2 separate regions of the Mus musculus genome follow, and region 2 is linked to region 1. Evidence: chromatin contacts called from public HiChIP or PLAC-seq data. All regions are on one chromosome and are shown on one strand. Each heading gives the region's core, a stretch centred on a gene start, on an enhancer-like site or on the middle of the called end of the contact. The rest is flanking DNA. Distances are from core to core; before and after follow the strand shown. Region 1 holds the start of Syt5 (synaptotagmin V). Region 2 holds the start of Tfpt (TCF3 (E2A) fusion partner).

Evidence for each region. HiChIP or PLAC-seq counts read pairs in DNA pulled down with a chosen protein or histone mark.
Region 2: an H3K4me3 HiChIP or PLAC-seq map of embryonic forebrain shows a contact between it and region 1, with 6 times the contacts expected there. The contact joins the promoter of Tfpt here to the promoter of Syt5 in region 1. A contact is called at or near these places in 8 of 39 promoter capture datasets (the HPC-7 cell line, cranial neural crest, embryonic stem cells and 5 more), 1 of 484 Hi-C or Micro-C datasets (embryonic stem cells), 16 of 115 datasets of contacts at active chromatin or transcription factors (bone marrow-derived macrophages, craniofacial prominence, embryonic basal ganglia and 8 more) and 1 of 9 other capture datasets (embryonic stem cells).

The regions. Positions count from the first base shown.
Region 1 is chr7:4,545,223-4,551,758 of GRCm38.p6, reverse strand. It overlaps Syt5 (synaptotagmin V), which reads left to right and starts at 4,218. Exons shown (of 9, transcript NM_001360422.1): 1 at 4,218-4,446; 2 at 5,424-5,526; 3 at 6,007-6,179. The coding sequence starts at 5,448. Ptprh (protein tyrosine phosphatase, receptor type, H) reads left to right here. Exons shown (of 20, transcript NM_207270.2): 17 at 624-746; 18 at 863-1,023; 19 at 2,025-2,160; 20 at 2,247-3,145. The coding sequence ends at 2,411.
Region 2 is chr7:3,628,567-3,634,897 of GRCm38.p6, reverse strand. It overlaps Tfpt (TCF3 (E2A) fusion partner), which reads left to right and starts at 4,969. Exons shown (of 6, transcript NM_001290381.1): 1 at 4,969-5,346; 2 at 5,812-6,070. The coding sequence starts at 5,324. It overlaps Prpf31 (pre-mRNA processing factor 31), which reads right to left and starts at 4,913. Exons shown (of 14, transcript NM_027328.4): 1 at 4,842-4,913; 2 at 4,156-4,340; 3 at 3,993-4,053; 4 at 2,147-2,230; 5 at 1,497-1,594; 6 at 668-774; 7 at 36-205. The coding sequence starts at 4,332. Gm15927 (a long non-coding RNA gene) reads left to right here. Exons shown (of 6, transcript XR_003946711.1): 4 at 1-1,860; 5 at 2,403-2,700; 6 at 3,495-3,827.

The DNA of each region.
Region 1 (6,536 bases), core at 2,969-5,468:
AGGCTGTGAGCCCAATCCACAGCACTGTATACACCTTTGAGGTGATGCAAGCCCTATAATCACAGCACTCTGGAGATGGAGTCAGGAAGATCAGAAGTCAAGGCCATCTTTGACTTCAAATCAAGCTCAAGAGATCTTTTTAGGAAGGGGGGAAAAAGGGCAGAACATGCAAAAGGTATCTTGTTCTCAGGGCTGGGGAAATAACTCAGTGGATAGGGACATGTAAGCTCAAGGACCAGAGATTGGATCCTGAGAACCTACACAACTGCCAGGTGAGCTAGTGACTCATTTGCAAATCTAGCCTTTGGGAGGCAGGGAAATGGAACCTCTGGACCAAGCTGACCTGCCAGACGAGCCATCTTGAGCATGCTCTGTGTTCAGTGAGAGACCACTGCCCCAGTGAGTATAGCATAGAGCAGTTGAGGAAGACTCCGGAAAACAACCTCAGGTATCCGAATAGATATGCACACACAGGCATACTCATTCCCCACAGGGTACCACCACCACCACCACACACACACACACACACACACACGTGCACACACGCATGCACGTGCACGCACGCACGCACGCATGCAGGCACGCACTCTTTAAAGGCTGACTGTCCTTGTCTCCCTTCCCAGGTGAAGTGTGAGCACTACTGGCCCTTGGATGCTCAGCCTTGCATTCATGGGCAGCTGCAGGTAATGTTGATTAGTGAGGAGGCGTCAGAAAACTGGACAGTGAGGCATCTTCAACTCTTCCATGTGAGTCCCTCTAACCCTACCAGAACCCCTCAAGGTCTCCCTGCAGTGCGTGTCCCAGAGAATTCCCTATTAGGCATAGAAACTTCTGGAGCCTCTACACCCACACCTCCTTTCAGATGAAAGAACAGCAGACTCTCTCGTTGCGCCAATTCCACTACCTGGCCTGGCCAGACCATGGAGTTCCTTACTCCCCAGACCCCCTGCTGGCTTTCCGAAAGATGCTTCGGCAATGGATGGATCAGACCACGGATGGAGGTCCACCCATTGTGCATTGCAGGTGAGGGTCACCCTGTCACTCTGTCCCTGTCCTCAGGGACTCAGTATCCATCACAGACAAGCACCCATACATAAAATTAAAAGTCAAATGACTTTTAAAAGCAACTTTGGGGCTGGACATGGTGGCATACCTGTAATCTAAGCACTTGGGAGGCAGAGGTGGGTGGGTCTTTAAGTTCTAGGCCAGCCTGGTCTTCAGACTGAGTTCCAGGACAACTGGGACTACACGGAGAAACTCAGTTTTTAAAAACCCAAACCTCTGACAGGGGTGTTACACACTCGTAGTCCCAGGACTCAGAAGGCAGAGTTAGTCAGATCTCTCTGAGTTTGAGGCCAGCCTGGTCTGCAGAGAGAGTTCCCAGAGAGCTAGGGCTACACAGAGAAACCCTGTGTGGACAAAAAAAAAAAAGAAAGAAAGAAAATGAAACAAACAAGACAGCAAAACCCCAGAACCGATTTGTTTACTGACTCTTCTTGTGAATTTCATTTCCATGTTACTAGCTGCATGGCCTGGGACATACCCTTCCTCAGCTTTCATTTCGCTATCTGTGAAGTGGGTGTGCTGATACATCTTATTTTCATACTCAGGAACACTGTAAAGATGGAGCAGAGCTCACACTAGATGACCCATGCATGCGGAACACCCCAGGCCCAGTCACTGTCTTCCTTTGCTCCCCAAACCTGGAGCAAACTGTGTCTTGCTGAGTACTGCACTCTCTGGGTGTTCCAAAACCATACAATCTCAGCACCTAGAACTCCAGACTTCTCCCCTTCCCCGCCCCAGAGGCCTGATTCCTGTCTTTTTGTTGTTGTTGTTTTGTTTTTTGTTTTTGTTTTTTGAGACAAGGTTTCTCTGTGTAGCCCTGGCTGTCCTGGAACTCACTTTGTAGACCAGGCTGGCCTCGAACTCAGAAATCTGCCTGCCTCTGCCTCCCAAGTGCTGGGACTAAAGGCGTGTGCCATCAACCGCCCAGCCTGATTCCTGTCTTGTTCCTTGCCTAGTGCTGGTGTGGGCCGGACGGGCACCCTAATTGCACTGGATGTCCTGCTGCGGCAGCTGGAGTGTGAGGGGCTGGTGGGTCCCTTCAGCTTTGTGAAGAAGATGAGAGAGAGCCGGCCACTGATGGTGCAGACAGAGGTGAGGAGCTTTCGGGGGACAATGTGGGTGTGGTGGGGGTTGAGGGCCCTTCAGGAAGCATCCCTCATTCTGTGCATCCTCCCCAGGCCCAGTATGTGTTCCTCCACCAGTGCATCTTGAAATCCCTCCAGAAGCCAGCTCCAGCCCTTGTCCCAGAGGAGGCAATGTATGAGAACGTGGCAAGCTTAGTTTATGAGAATGCATCTGCTATCATGGCCCATGAGTCTGAGTTCTCAGCTTCTGGGTGCTGAACCCAGACACAGAAATACCCAGGCCAGATCTGGACCTGTGCTGAAGCCCAGATATGTGGACCTTCAAGACAACAGGATTGAAGTCCCAGCCTCCCCAACCCCATGGGAGGAGGTCACTGGAAACGCATCTCCTGTGGTCCAAGTGCAGGAAGGGCTGGTATACTTCAACTGTGAGCCCTGTGAGTGGTGGAGCTTGAGGACAGGGTGGCTGACAGGTAGGGGTGACGGGGTGACTGACAGGTAGGGGTGACGGGGTGACTGACAGGTAGGGGTGATGGGGTGACTGACAGGTAGGGGTGACGGGGTGACTGACAGGTAGGGGTGACGGGGTGACTGACAGGTAGGGGTGACGGGGTGACTGACAGGTAGGGGTGATGGGGTGACTGACAGGTAGGGGTGACGGGGTGACTGACAGGTAGGGGTGACGGGGTGACTGACAGGTAGGGGTGACTGACAGCTAGGTTTTCTCTTCTTTGAGTGGAGATAGCTACCGCCTGGGTGTGCAGGCTCTCAAAAAAACAGGCTGGAACCTGGATTCGAAAGAAGGAATCAGGGTCTGGAATTGTACTACCTGAGCAGCAAAGGCAGGCAGGTACTTGTCCCCTTTTTACCTCAGAAACCGAATCAGTCTCCTTTACTCCGAGGCTGAAGGGAGTCCCCTGTGCTTGTGGTCTCCCTGGGCCCCGTGGCTGTACATTCTTTCCTTCTATATAATTTATTAAACTGTCCTCCCGAAGGTGGCTAACGGATTTTTGTCTCTGGAGATAACACTGGGGTAGGAGAGGGGGTTCCAAGCACCTATGGTGGGCACATTATATTCCACCACCCCCTAAAAAGTACAGGATTTGGGCTGGGAGGATAGCCCAGTTGGTAAAGTGAATGCTTTGGAAATATGGGGATCTGAGTTTGGGGCCCAGAGCCCAGGTGGAAAAATCTGGGTGTGGTGGTGGTAGGGGGCTGGCTTGTAGTGGCAGAGGTGAGGAGCCAGTGATAGGCAGATCCCTGAGGCCTGATGACTAGCCAGCCTAGCCTAATCTGTGTGTTCCAAGCCAGCGGGAGACCATCTCGCAAACCAGTATCGATAGGGATACTGAGATGGCTCAGCTGGAAAAGACCCTTCCTGTCAAGCATGGTGGCCTGGGTTCACCATCAGGACCCAGACGGTGGAAGGAGAGAGCCAGCGGCCTTCAAACTGTCCCCTGACCCCCATATGCCCACTCCCCCATACAAATGAAAAATGGCTTATAATTGCAAAAAATGTGCAATTTAATGTCTTAATAAGGTGCACAGCACTGATGGAAAACACGCTGAGTTGTCTTCTGACCTTCACACACATGCCCACATGAATGTGCACCACTGTGCACCACTATACACACCAACACACACACACACACACATACACACACACACACACACACACACACACACACACACACACACAAGAAGTATAGGTTGTGTGTTGGCTGAAGCCAGGAATTGGGTAAGGAAACACAATGTCTGAGAGCAGAGATGCTGGCGACTCTAACTTCTTGCTTTGAGAATCTGGGTAGCTAAGTCTCCAGAGAGAGGGTTTTCATAGGTTCTAAAACCGAGTGCTCTGGAATCCAGTTATTTGCATTGTAAAAAGTGTGTGTGTGTGTGTGTGTGTGTGTGTGTGTGTGTGTGTTGTGGGGGCTGGTACTCAGTGTAGATGTCCGATGACTTAGCCAGACGTCAGAACATTCTAGGGTACTAAGATCAACGTACGTGGGCGCCATGGTGGTTCTCGGGTGTGGCGGGCCGAGGGGCGGAGCAGGGCGTTCTCTCTTCTCCGGGGCAGAACACGCACGCACACATATGCACAAATACACGCGCGCGCGCGCGCGCGATCTCACACAGGGGCGCAGACATTAGCCTGGCTAGGCTCAGCCGCGCCCCCACCCTGCCAAACTGTGTGATCAGCACACAAGGGAAAGCGCCATCCACCCACGTGCTGGGGGCGGGGTCCCAGCAGCCCACAACACCTCCAGAAGGGTCCTGTCGAGACACCTAGCAGGTAGGAGCTGTTGGGACCCTCTGTCCAAGCCACATCCTCGGTCCCATTCGTGGGGGGTCTGGCGTGTGAGAGGGGTGGAGGAGGGTCGTCGACAAGGTTCAACTTTGAGCGGCAGGTTGAAGCCCTAACCAAGGAAATTGCTATGTGGAGAGGAGAGACAGGTGTGGAAACAAAGGGAGCAGGTTGGTAGTCAAAAAAAAGCAAAGAGAGACTGAGAGAGAGAGGCTAGACAACAGAGGGCAGTAGAGGCGCTGACGAGAGAAGGTTGTGGGGGACAGAAGAGGGAAGATGCCTATCTGGGGTCGAGAAAGAAGTGGGGGCCGAGCCGGTCACGAGAACAGGTGTGAAGACAGAGTCGGGGTGCGCTCAAGAGACTCATGAGCAAGAGGATGTGAAGGCCCAGCAGAGGTGCCGGGGCAGGTTCTCCACTTTACCAGAAAGAGTGGTGGTGCAAGGGGTCCCATGCGATGGGAGGAGCCACTGTAGATGCACAGATCACAGGCCGCTCTCGCTGTGCCACGGGATCCCGGACCTGGGTCCCATGGACCGGCACCGCCCGGACTTCGTTTCTGTGCGTCAGTCCCTCCCGTTGCCTTGGCAACAGGCTCGTTGCCCAGCAACCAGCACTGCTATCACCCTGCCTGGAGCCTGGCGGTCGCTCAGGGCAACAGTGGTCTGCTGGTTCCCACGCCTGCCTGCGCCCACTTCCGGTTCAAGCCCTTGGGAAGAGCAAGGAAGGGGTAGAAGAGAATGGATTGGGAAGAGAATGGGATGGGGTGGCATACAGAGGAAGTATCCCTTTGTGATGGAATTGGGTCCCCCAAAGCCTGCCACTGGCGTGAAGAGGCTGAGATTAACTCCTAGTGTGCACCAAAAATCAATGGAATTTAAGGTTCTTTGATGCGTGAGAAAACTCACTGGATGCTTTGGGTAGGAGTGGGGTGGGGTGGGGATAGAGTATTTGGGTACCTCTGCAGGAAGCACCGCAGGACCCCGACGCCATGTTCCCGGAACCCCCGACCCTGGGGTCTCCAGCGCCTAAGACACCTCCAGACTCCAGCCGCATCAGGCAGGGCGCAGGTGAGAAGACCCTGGGCTAGCCCTAGTGGACAGCCTCTCAAGATCCCCAGAGAAGGGTCTCAGTAGCAAAGACTCGGGTGGGTAGGCTGGAAAATCCCGCAGGAATCGTGGGTCGGTATCCCAGACGAGTAGACTCTGAAATAGTGAGGCAAACCAGATCACGGGTGTGGCATGGAATGGAATCAGAAGTGGATGAATGTGAACAGGCCCAGGAGTGAAAGCTAAAAGCAGTAGGGAGCGAGCAGAAATTAAAATGGGTGTAGAGACATCAGAATTATAAGAAAACAAATGTCGGCTTGGGTTAGGGCATAAATTGAGCTTTATAGGTGAGATTGGTTAGAAGGAAAATTGGGATTAAAATATAATGGAGTTGGGTGTAGGGAAAACCAGGCTAGAATCAAACTGCTGGATGGAATCAAGCGTGAGTTAGCCAGCCACCTTCCCAGTGCTTCGAATCATGTCATGTTCGTCCTTCTGCAGTGCCTGCCTGGGTCCTGGCTACCATCGTGCTGGGCTCGGGCCTCCTGGTCTTCAGCAGTTGTTTCTGTCTCTACCGGAAGCGCTGTCGGAGACGGATGGGCAAAAAGAGTCAGGCCCAAGCCCAAGTCCATCTTCAGGAAGTGAAGGAGCTGGGCCGGAGTTACATAGATAAGGTGTGACACAGCTGAGCCTCTCAATCCTTCCCTTTGTACACCCCTGCACCTTTGAATGTCCTAGCTACTATCTTCTGTCCTTGGCCCCTTCACTTTTTTTTTTTTTTTTTTTTTTTTGGTTTTTTCCAGAAAGGGTTTCTCTGTATAATTCTGGCTGTCCTGGAGCTTACTCTGTAGACCAAGCTGGCCTTGAACTCAGGCCTCTGCCTCCCACGTGCTAGGATTAAAGGCATGCGCCACCACCGCCCGGGTTTTTGTTGTTGTTGTTGTTTTTTTTTTTTTCTTTTTGCCCCTTCACTTCTTAATCCCACTTTATCCACTGGACTCGGGATCAGAGCTAGCAACTATCCACAAGAA
Region 2 (6,331 bases), core at 3,720-6,219, 920 kb after region 1:
CAGACTCTGCCAAAGGGACCCCGCTGGGACCTCACCCATGATCTTGGCAGCTGTGGATGCTCCAATGATGATGGACAAGTTGGGTGCAATGAAGGACATCCGGGACTCCACATACTCATAGATGCGGTGTTTGGAGGCATTCAGCTCCAGTGCCATGTCACAGGCCTCCTCTAGCCGCTCTAGCTCCTCATCCGACAGCTGCTGCCTACATTGTGGAGCACGTGAGGGTTGTGGGCAGACTCCAGCTTTGCTAGGTACATTTCTTTCTTTTTTTTAAAAGATGTATTTATTTATTATATGTAAATACACTGTAGCTGTCTTCAGACACTCCAGAAGAGGGCATCAGATCTCCTTACAGATGGTTGTGAGCCACCATGTGGTTGCTGGGATTTGAACTCAGGACCTTTAGAAGAGCAGTCGGTGCTCCTACCCACTGAGCCATCCCTCCAGCCCCACTAGGTACATTTCTAACTGGTGGTCAGCCCCATCTACTGTCTCAGCTGTGTATGTATGTGTGTTTGTTTAGTTCTGGGACTATCATAAAAATTCCATCTGTCTAGGGGCCATAATTCTCAGTCAGCACCACTCTGACCATGCCCTCCATTCTGTCTCTCCTGTTAATTGTCCTATGGTAGGCTTGCGGCACATTACCGTTTGGCATACATACCCCTGGGTAGTAGAGGCAGTGACACTAACAACCATGATAGTAGCATTGGTCAGGATCTGCTGGAGGTTCTCATTGTTCTTGCACTTATCCAGGCTGTTGCCCAGCTCCTGGGGTAGGAAGGGGAGGGAGAATTTGTAGTAAGCCCAAAAGACCCTCTTTTGCTACAACACCAACAGAGGTCTCCCCTTGAGGAAGCTGGGAAAGCTAAGGTCCATACACTGGAGGCCTCTCTTTCCTTTTACACTTTTACAACCTCCCTGCCTAAAGCATCAGTGTGCCTGCTCTGCTCTACGGATGCAGAAGTACAAGCTGGCAAAGCAGCCTCCAAGGAAGACATGCTGCACTAAAGAGGCCGTCAAAAGCGCACTTTATTCCACAGACACAATTCCTGTGCCACCATCCTGATCTCCTGGACAGAGGCAGGACCCCTGCTCTTTCACTTCCACTCGCTCCAATCCCTTGTAGAGAAGCCAACACCTTCCACATCTAATGTTCTCTGCCCTTTCTGACCTCTCCAAGCTTCCCTCCCTGCCCCTTCTGACTTCATCCTTGCTTGTTCCCACGCAGGGTCTTAGCTCTTATTCAGCGGTGGCCTCTGCCAGCTCAAAGGACACCTGCTCCAACTGCAGCCAGAGGTAAGGGCCAGGTCAGTGGTTATCCTCCCATGAAACCAAGGGGAGGAAGGAAGCAAGAGATGTGCATGACACATCCATTCCAGTATCTGTCCCTCACCACTGAGCCCCATTCATGACTCTCCATTATTTCTAGACTTGAGGTTTCATGGTCTAGTGGCCCCAGTTCTTCCCAAGCCAGACTTCTCTCCACTCACCTTGACTGTGCGGATGTAATCCAGAGCATTGGGCACCAAGGATTCTAGCTCAGGGAATCTCTTTGAGTATTTATCCCGGATGAACTTGTGGATAATGTCTAAATGGGACATCAAGGACAGGTGTCTACTGAGGGGGAGGCAGACTCTGCTGCTATCCCCAATACCTACTTCCACCTCTCTAGTAACCAACCCCAAATCATTCTAATTTCCTAGCTGTCTCCAATGCTATGTGCAGGTGGGAGTTTGTTCTACAAAAGTCTACAAAATATGAACTGAAAGTGACAATTTTCAACTTCCAGATCGTGGCCTTAAGGAAACAACTATGGCCTATCTTCCCTCCACATTTGCTGGTAGGGATGCAGAGGTGGGCATCATCCTGGAGCACGTACGAGGTGGCAAAGCCTGGCTGCTCAAGGGGGTCAAAGGATGACTCGAGACCTGCCCTGCTTATTCAGACTTTTATGATGGAGGAGAGTACAATTTATGTTAGTTACTCTGTTATAGAAGATGAACCTAATCAGGGCAATATTTTTGCCCAAGAAAGGCAAACAAAAGAGGTCCAGGTTCATGCCTGTTCTTCCCTTTGGGTCATAACGAAAGAGTGAAGAGCACAGGATACTGGTGTCTCCATAGCCCTTCCCATCACTCACTCAGCTCATTTTCTATCTCCACAGTCAGGTTGTTGGCATCCACAATGACTCGGTACTCAGGAGCTGCCTCCACTGGTCCCATCACTACAAAGAAGAAGGGATATGGATGGGGGAGGAACGAAGCTGGGGACTGAGGTGGAGGCTGGATGGAATCAGAAAGGAGGGGCTGAGGGGGCTACATAAGGGCTGAAGAATTCACTGAGGCTTATATTCCTCTCCAGGAGCCTTACTCCTGCTTCTCATCTTTCTCCTGCAGTCTATCCTCTGGGTCAATCTGGTCTTGACCTCATCTTGCTCCAAAATTAAACCTTCCTATAGCTTCCCAAAGCCTTGAGGCTAGCGAGCAAGATCCTCAGACTGGCACTCAAGGTCTCCCATACAGATGGAGGTCCACGTTCCCCACACCTGCAACCTTGGTGCACACAGCACAGGAGTCCCTTCAGTGAGATCCGGTGACTCGTTGGCTCTACAGCATTATCCTTTCTGCTTTTCTGCTCCATCCTCCCAGCCGCCACCGGGCACTCAAGGCTATTTCACTCCTCCTGCCTTCACAGGTACTGCTCCATCTCCCTGGGACATTCCTTAAGTCTGTTTCTAGAAACCACACTTTATGCATAGACAATTAAATTGGTATTGAGTAATGTGGCCTCACATGTCCCTTTAGGTCATTAAAACTCTGAGGGCATTAAACAACCCCCCACCTCCACCCCAGAAGGGTGACAGTCTGCATGAATTGGGCCACCTCTGCTAGACAGGCTTTGTGTCCACTTCCCCCACTAGTTAAGACACCTGACATGAGCAGACCTGATTCATCAAACTTGACATCAGGCAGTCACGTTCTGTGACTTTCTTTGGCTTTACGGAACAAGAAGTTTCTCTGCCTGCCACTTGGAATCCCTGTAGAAGCTGGCTGGGAGACTCCCATCACTCAGTGAATTAACAGCCCTTGTTCCTTCCCCAGGGTTAGCACAAGTACTCAAATTCCAACAGGGGGCACTTCTTCCCTGACCCAATGCAGGGTTAGTCAGTCCCTTCTGTAGGGACTACAGAGTGGGCATGGTTGCTTCTGCCTCACACTCAGGAGGCTGAAAAAGGATGGTTGCTGAGAGTTCAAGGCCACTATAGGCTACCTAGTAACTTCTAGGCCAGTCTGAACTTCAGAGTGAAACCTTGTCTCCATATTTAAAAATATACGTACATACATGTGTACACACCCTGTCTGTGGATGTGGAAAAGGTCCTATAGTTCAGAGAACCCAGAGACAAGTCTTCTCACAATTAGAAAACACATCAGTTTTATAGTACAATATGCATGTTTATTTTTCTTTCTTCCTTTTTTTTAAACATAGGTGTTGTCTCACTTTCTTCTAAAAAAAATGTATGTATGCGTTTTGCCTGATGTGCATAATATATATATAATGCCCATGGAGAGCAGAAGATGTCAGATCACCAAGAACTGGAGTTACAGATAGTTATGACCCATGTGGATGCTAAGAACTAAACCCAAGACCTCTGGAAGAGCAGCAGATACTCTTAACTATCTCTCCAACTCCATGAATGTACCTATTTCTGAGACAGGGTTTTACCCAGGCTGACTCTGACCAGACTGGACTTGAACTCATTCATGTACCTGCTGCCTCAGTCTCCTAAGTGGTGAGATATAAACACATATCATGTCTGGGTACAATGCAGTATGTTTTCAGAGGGTCAGTAACTGGATTTAAAAAAAAAAAGAAGAATGAATGCTCTGAGGAAAGCTGAGGAGGGAGACACTTGGTGATAAAACCATAAGGAGCAAGAGAGTCGGGGAGTCAGAATGGGCAGAGGAAAGTGAGGGTGGGAGGCACCTTCCGACACGTTGGCTTGCTTGCTGATATACTCCTCAATCTTCATCATGATCTCAGCAAACTGATGAGGAAGGAGAGCACAGTCAGAAACTAGGCCTCTCAGAAAGAACTGCTCTCCGGCCACTCCTCCCTAGGAACGCTGACTTAAAGGGTGCCACCTCACCATCTTGCTGTCCCATAGCTTGGCAATGCTCTTGACTGAATCTCCAGAAAGATCCAGCTGGGTCTCCTCCTGTACATCCTCAATTGCTGGCTCCTCCTCCTCTTCTCCATAGCTTCCTCCTTCCTCTTCTTCTGCTGCCTCCTCGAGGTCAGCCAAGAGCTCATCAGCCAGAGACATCCCAAGGCCTATGGGAAAGGGAGAATGGGGTTCCCTAATACTGCATCTTGACCCTGTCCACTCATATCACCAGAAGGAGCACCTTCTCCCGGATCCCCTTAAGTTTCTTCTTCATCAGCTCCTGTAGCCGCACGCAGGCTCCACAGCTTGCTTAGTTCACGGAGGTTGTCTCCTGTTCCTACCCACACAGAACACAGCACATCCCTCCAGGTACCACCTGACCTGGCAACTTTTCCCCACACCTCTGGGTCTTTGAGCAACTATTCATCTTTGCCTAACCCGGCTCTTTGCTCCCTCACCCTGCCTTCAGTTCTTTCATTCCACCCGTCTGGCCCACGTGCCATATTTCAGCCTAAAGTTATGCTGTGATCCACTCACGTCTTGAATATTAGTTCTAAGGCGCTCCATACGTTTAATATTATTATTTATACTATGATTTAAGTCGCCCGCTACACTTTCTCCTCCAGTAGCTTGGCTTCCGGCCATCCCTTCTTCTCCATCACACTCACCGCTTCGATCCTCTCACAATCGTTTCCAAGAAATCTGCTTCCCCAGAGCTTCGGCTCTCTTTGATGACGTTTACTTGCCGCCGATAAATCTGTGTTTTGATTGGCCGTTTACGACATTTCCGGCAGCGTTTGGACAACAACTTTATTAGCAGCCGCCTCGCGGGACGGCGACCGGGAGTGCTGGGTTCTAGGGCTAGGGGAAGTCGTACGTCGCCGTGGATTGAGCCTGCTAAACAGAGATTCGCTTTGGCTAGTCGACACTGCGACAAGACAGGAGTAAAGAAGGTGACAACGTGGACGATCGGTGCAGGCGCTAGAGGATAAACCGAAGGCTTCAAGCCGCAATTTGGAGTCGGGTGCAAACGAAGGCAGAGTAGGAAACTTTAATTCCCAGTTTTCCTGTGTCGCAAGGCCTGATGGGAGAGGTAGTTTTGCGCAAGACTCCACCTCTCTGAGGCTTGAGGTGTCTCTTGACCAGAGAAATGGAGTTGGAACAGAGAGAGGGGTGAGTAGCTGAGCTTTGTGTAAACGGGGACTCCAAAAACAGCAACGATCGGCTGTAGTGCTCTCAGGGACGATGGGGAAGTTCGTGCAGTTGCTTTCTTTTCGAATCTCTGTGGGAGAACCGGAGGCAGTACTGGAGCATCGTAGGGGAGATTTGGAATTTGCTGTTCTTATGGATCTGAGAGCAAGGAGATTGGAGTGTGGGCTCCAAAGTCTGAGGGAGGAGGCTAGGGTCTGATTCCTCATTGTTAGGGACGAGGACTGGGGCCTGGATCCCTGGCAGTGACCAAGAAGGGCTAGGGTCTGGGCTTCTTGGTAGGAGGGAGGAGGGCTAGAGTCTGGGCTGCTGGGTGTGATGGAGGAGAGGGCTAGGATCTGGGCTCCAGGCTGGGGCCTGGACCTAAGTCCCCCTGGGAGGGACTTGGAGAGCCAGAATATAGGCTCCTAAAACTTCTTGGCCCTACAGGACCATGGCAGCCGTGGGCTTTGAAGAGTTCTCAGCGCCACCAGGCTCAGAGCTGGCTCTGCCTCCCCTGTTTGGTGGCCACATCCTAGAAAGTGAGCTAGAGACAGAAGTGGAATTTGTGTCCGGTGGTCTGGGTGATTCAGGACTCCGGGAGCGAGATGAAGAGGAAGAGGCAGCCCGGGGTCGAAGGCGTCGCCAGCGGGAACTAAATCGTAGAAAGTACCAGGCACTAGGTCGGCGCTGCCGGGAGATCGAGCAGGTAGGTAAGTGTGGATTCCCATTTGGGGGTCCTCTCGCCAGAACTGCCGCCTCGCTGCCGATGCCAACACCACCCCCTCCTCATACCGCCTCCTCCTCCTCCTCATGTCCTTCTTTTTCCCTTTCCTTTTGTACTTGAACAAGTGAACAGATCCATGTGGGTCTAAGTCTGTGCCAGGCACCCTAAGTAGTCTCTTCCAGAATATTTATATTCATTACTTTTCTTGTTGTGACCTGGGAAAAGCAACTTGGGGAAAGGCTT